Regions from separate parts of the Sus scrofa genome. Here region 1 is linked to region 2. A link is a contact called in public HiChIP or PLAC-seq data. All regions are on one chromosome and are shown on one strand. Each heading gives the region's core, a stretch centred on a gene start, on an enhancer-like site or on the middle of the called end of the contact. The rest is flanking DNA. Distances are from core to core; before and after follow the strand shown. Region 1 has its middle 220 kb from the start of FOXO1. Region 2 holds the start of FOXO1 (forkhead box protein O1).

Region 1 (2,700 bases), core at 137-2,636, 220 kb before region 2:
GATTGAAGGTGGCAGCCATCGCCTCAAGATCCAGGCAGCAGAATGGCAGAAAGAAGAAAAGACAAAGCTGGCTTGTAGGAAGTTCCCAGACACCTCCTCAGGACATTTCCATTTAGTCCTCATTTCCCAGAACCTAGTTACACAGGCACGCCGAGTGGCAAGAGAGCCTGGGTGGCCATGTGGGGATTCTGGAAGAGGGAGACCAGATTCGGAGGAACAACTGTGTTTCTGTAAAAGGCCTCAATGTTCTGTTTCTCATTAGGCCACAACTTAACAACAGCAGATATGTATGTAAATCTGACTACGAGCGAGGCGCTGTGCTAAGTGCTTTACATCTATGAGCCCACTTAATCCTGAAAACAGTCCAATGAGGCAAGTACCATTATCATCCCCATTTGACAGATGGGGAAACTGAGACCCAGAGGGATGAAGACATCCAGAGATTCTCAAAACTGCTTGGGAATTAGCACACCTGCGAAGCTTATTAAAATATGGAATCACATGCTCTGGGATGAGATGGAATTGCTAAGAAAAAACATGGAGATGTGAGAAGCGAACTAAAAGCAGAACCCCAAGAAACAGCAGCTACCTTCCTTGGCCAGATGTAGGGAACGACTGACTGAGGACCTAGTGGGAGAGGGACAGAGGGCCCAAGGCCAGTGCTGTCTGGGGAGTTCAAGAGAAGCAGTCAGTCCAAATCCAAGGCCGTTTCTCCCTCTCCCCCGCGGCCGCCCCACCCGCTTCTACACGGTCACTGCTCGTTGGCTCGCTTGCCCTTGCTGGAGAGGATGAGCCCGTTCCCCAAACCACTGCGATGCCGTCAAGAACAAGAGATGGTGGGAACGTGAGCTGAGAGGCCGCCAGCTCGCGCGAGCCGGGTAGGAAAGCTTTCGGGAGGAGGGGGCAGGCAAGGGCCCCTCCCACTGGTAGAGGGGTGACCACGGGCTGCCTGTGCACGGCGGCCAGGCTCCGCGCGCACGGGACCCCACAGTTCTGGGACCATAGGTGCAGTCGCCCCCACTTCTTCTGGAGAGGCAGCTGCCAAAAACCGAAGTCAGGGTTCCAGGTCACTGGGAACCCAGAGCCCACCCTGAAATGCTGTCCATTCATCGGCCTCCGGGCCTCCCTGGGCGGCTCCTAAGGCCCGTGGTTCTTCGCAGTCACAGCCGCTCCCCCGCATCCTCCGGAGGAGAGCGCACGCCGGCTGGTGCTCCCACAGCTCCGGGAGCCGTGAGGCTTCAAAAGAGGAACCACGGACACTGTCACCACCACAGCGGTCTCGGCTACAGGATCTCTTTTTCCGGTACAGCATCGGATGGACCGGTCCGGCTCACGCCTGAGAGGAGAGAGGAGGGCCTTGCAAAGCCTCTGACTCATCCTGCCCCCGCCTCGGCCTCCCCAGCTGCCCCTCACCGCACTTCCTCCTCCTCTGAAGTTAAAGGTCAGCCTCTCAGGCTCAGGCCAAGGTTTTTTTAAACACACACACACACACAGCTGAAAGAAAGAAAGAAAAAAAAAAAAAAAAAACTGGCTTCTGAGAGAATATATTTTTTAACATGAAAAGAAATAAGGAAAAGAGCTTTCAAAAATAAATTTAAAAATAAATAATCCTTCCCCCCAAACTACTTAATAATTCCAGAATAATACAATTTTCCAATTGTAAATGTGTAAAGAATGAAATAAAAGGAATGAATGCCCCATTGTGCTTACACAGGCCTCTTAAAAATGATCCTAATTTCTTCCAGAAGGCTCTGTGGGGTAATTGCAAGGTTCTCCTTAATATAGAAATATTCCAGCGGTAATATATTCGCTTCTCTTCACGTGTCTCAAGCACTAGTGTGAACACAGCAATGTTTTACAGCTGCCATCCTGTACATGCTGCTCAAACATTTGAAATGCCTACTGCTGAGTAAAAGCAGTCGTAGGTCCCTCCCACCCCAAGCTCACCAGGGGCCACCACACAGCAACCTCTACTTGTCCCCAGAAATCCCGGCTCCTGATAAGGGGTGAGCAGCCCACTGAACCCTCGGACGAGGCAAGCGGCCCAGGCTCCTGGGAAGGGGTGTTGGGAAACTTTGAATCATGACGTCTCTGCCTTGGGGACAACTGTGCCTCTCATGCCTCATTTGTCCACACCTGGGATGTTACCCAGCCCTTTGATGTACCAGGAGGCCCGTGACACACTGCACAGAGGGTATTACAGGAACGCTCCTACTGTGCTGATAAGCGAAGTCTTGGAATTGAACCCCACAAGCCCTGAGGGGCCGCGCCTGGACCGCAGCCGCAGCTCCTGCATCTCGCCACCATCCAAAGTACTTCCACGAGCCCGTCCGGCGCTAAAAGCAGGCACTGACCTCATTGCAACAGGAGTCTGGGGTCCTTCTCTTCCTGCCCAGTGTCCCCACACTGCCCCGAGGTCTTCCTTACAGCGTTTTTATCCATGGCTCCTTTCTCCTTTGAACTTTCCGAAGCCTCTATCTGACCGCATGGTGGCCCGTTTCCACACCTCCCGCTTTGCCCCATGCCCAGGACAACCTGTTTCCGATGAGTTTAACAGTTTTCTCCTGAGAGTTTCCGAAAGCTCTTCAACCAAACCACCAGGGAAGGGATGGGCCTGGCGCCCACCCAGCACCCGGCAGAGGAGCCCCGGTCGCTGCCATTCCCTGGAGACAGGTCGTGGGCACAGACAACGTGGCCTCG
Region 2 (2,700 bases), core at 77-2,576:
CGAGGCCACTTAGAATAAAATCAAAATAAAACAAAATGCATACGGCCTCCAAAAACCGCGCGGCCAACCTCCACGGGCCGGCTGCCTCGCGCCCTGCCTGTCCCCTCCACCTGCAGCCCCGTCCCCCAGCGGCGGGGCTCCGAGGCCCCTCGCAGCGGCCTCCCCCGCCCAGCGCTGCGGAAACGGCTCCGCGGGGCGGCGGGGAGCTGGGGGGCCGCGGGGGAGGAGGGGAGCCGCCCTCACCCCTGAGGTCGTGGAGGGAAAGGAGCAGCGGCAGGAGTTCGCGCGGGCCGTGGAGAAGGGGGGGCAGGTCGCAGTGAACCCCGCTCTCCGTTCACTGGAGAACTTTTTTTCTGGTTGCTCTGAGGTCCACTTCTTGGCGTACTTTTTTCACTACTTCGGTCCCAACTCGCCCCTTCCCGCTCCCGCTCCAACTCTCACGAGAGCGTACACACAGACGTTTATTCCAATCCTCCGACGGGTCCGAGGCAAGCCCACCACCCACCTCCGATGCTTCTTGCACGCGCTGCCCGCGTGCCCTGCACTTTCAAGCCAAGCAAATTTGCACAGCCGTCCCCTCCGACCTAAGGCGGAGGCAGGGCTTCCCGTGCCCCCCTCCCGCTCCAGCCGTGCGCCCCGAGGCCACTCACCTTCCAGCCTGCCGAGCTGTTGCTGTCGCCCTTATCCTTGAAGTAGGGCACGCTCTTGACCATCCACTCGTAGATCTGCGATAGCGTGAGCCGCTTCTCTGCCGAGCTCTCGATGGCCTTGGTGATGAGGTCGGCGTAGGACAGGTTGCCCCACGCGTTGCGGCGGGACGAGCTGCTCTTGCGCGGCTGCCCGGCAAGCGACCCGGCGGCGGCGGGGGGCACAGGCGGGTGCTGCGACAGCGGCCCGGGCGGCGGGGGCTGCTGCGGCGGCGCCGGGTGCAGGCAGCCCGCCTCTGGGCCCTGGAAGTCCCCGCACAACCCCCCGGTGGCAGCAGCGGCGGCCGCCGCCGCCACCGCGGCTGCCGCCGCCGCCGCCGCCGCCACGGAGCCGGGCGCCTGCTGGAAGTCCCCGCTCTCCTCCAGCAGGCTCAGGTTGCTCATGAAGTCGGCGTTGACAGCGGCCGCCGAGGCCGAGGGCAGGCCCGCGGCAGCGTCGGGGTTCGCGGCTGGGCCACCCGACGGCGCCGGGCTGGAGGTGGCCGAGTTAGACTGGCTAAACTCCGGCCTGGGCAGCGGCCAGGTGCACGAGCGCGGCCGGGGCAGCGGCTCGAAGTCCGGGTCGATCTCCACCACCTGGGGCGCTTCGGCCATGGTGACCCCCGCCCCTCCCCCAGCAGCGGGATTGCCAAGAAGTGCGAGGGCGCTGCACCAGGAGCTGAGGGGAGAGGGCGCGAAGAGCCGGTCCGAGATTTTGGGGGGCGAGGTCGGTGCCGCGGGCGGACGGAAACCCGGAGCAAGACGCGGCGGCGAAGTGGAAGCGCGAGCCCAGAACTTAACTTCGCGGGTCCATCAACATCTAGGCTCCTCCAGGTCCGCTGCACGGACGGGACGGCAGGCCAGAGTCGCCCAGCCCAGGCAGCGCCAGCGTCGCGCTCCTACTGACACGGCCCGAAAACCGAAGGAAGGACGGGCGCCGCGGGCCGCTCACTCTCCCCGGCGGCGCGACCGCGGCGCTGCTGCCTGTTGAATGTGGCGGCGGCGGCGGCGGCAGCGGCGGCTGCTGCTGCGACTACGCTGCCGCCCGACTTACGGGATCTGCCGCCGCCCCCCGCCCGCGGCGGCGCGCGCGCTTGCCCGCCCCTGACTGATAGCCCCAGCAGCCAATGAGCTCGCGGCGGCACCGCCCAGGCAGCCAGTGGACGCCGGCCTGGGCGGGGGCTGGTTTTCCAGCGGGAGGTGGCAGTGGGTTGGTGGGGGTAGTGGGGTGTTTTTTTCTTTCTCACACACGCACAGTCTCCCTCACTCTTTTTTTTTTTTTTTTGGCTCTCTGTTATTATTTTCTGGTAATTTTCGAATGTTTCTGTGAGTCTCTCCGCTCTCAGTGTTTTGATTGCTGTGAGGCAAACCAGCGTGGAGGCGGCGGCGACACTTTGTTTACTACCGGGGAGCAGAACCGAGTACTCGGGAAGCCCGAGTGGAACGAGTCGCTCGCTTGCCCTCGACCTCCGCTCCGGGCCCAAAGCCGGGCGGGGCGGGGGCCGGAGACGCTGGGCGCTTCGGGGGCGCTGAGTGGGCGGGCGGAGGCGGCCTCGCGGAATTCTGCTCAGTCGCCCCCTCTCGACTCCGCCCTCGACTCCTTTGCTGAGAAACGCGGGGAAGTCGGTGGGTTTTGTTTTTGTTTTGTGTTTTTTTCCTTTTCCTGCGATGTATCGAGTCCTCGGGCCCCGCGCGAGCCGCGCACGCCTCCAGGGGCCCGGGCTCTGACTGTCGTGTCCGCGCGGAGGACGCCCTGGCCGCCGCCTCCGCGACCGGAACCCACCTGTCTGCGCCCGAGGGCTGAGCCTCTGAGGTCGAGTGTAGCCGGGGGCCCGTTGTCCGGCCCAGCACCCGCCAGCCGGGTTCCCTCCATTCTTGACCTGAAAGAGTGGAAGCGAGAGAAGGGGGCTCGGCGCGGGCTGCAGATAGTCCTACTTCCCACGCACCCTCAGACCCACAGGCGTCCTAGCCCTCGTGCCCTCCGTGGGAACCTCTACCCCTGGGCGGGAACCCG

The links. HiChIP or PLAC-seq counts read pairs in DNA pulled down with a chosen protein or histone mark.
Region 1: an H3K27ac HiChIP or PLAC-seq map of alveolar macrophages shows a contact between it and region 2. The contact joins the enhancer-like site here to the promoter of FOXO1 in region 2. A contact is called at or near these places in 2 of 5 promoter capture datasets (fetal liver and liver), 4 of 47 Hi-C or Micro-C datasets (embryonic fibroblasts, epiblast stem cells, heart right ventricle and 1 more) and 2 of 2 datasets of contacts at active chromatin or transcription factors (alveolar macrophages and skeletal muscle).

The regions. Positions count from the first base shown.
Region 1 is chr11:15,185,620-15,188,319 of Sscrofa11.1, forward strand. No RefSeq gene overlaps it. Among named protein-coding and RNA genes, the nearest start is that of FOXO1, 220 kb to the right of the region's middle. Within about 2 kb of position 1,387, at least 41 of the 83 cell types and tissues checked have an H3K27ac peak or open chromatin away from gene starts, as enhancers often do. A contact at or near this core is called in alveolar macrophages, fetal liver, liver and 2 more, where this site is marked.
Region 2 is chr11:15,408,733-15,411,432 of Sscrofa11.1, forward strand. It overlaps FOXO1 (forkhead box protein O1), which reads right to left and starts at 1,327. Exons shown (of 3, transcript XM_021065269.1): 1 at 651-1,327. The coding sequence starts at 1,301. It overlaps LOC102160118 (a long non-coding RNA gene), which reads left to right and starts at 1,901. Exons shown (of 5, transcript XR_001299536.2): 1 at 1,901-2,312.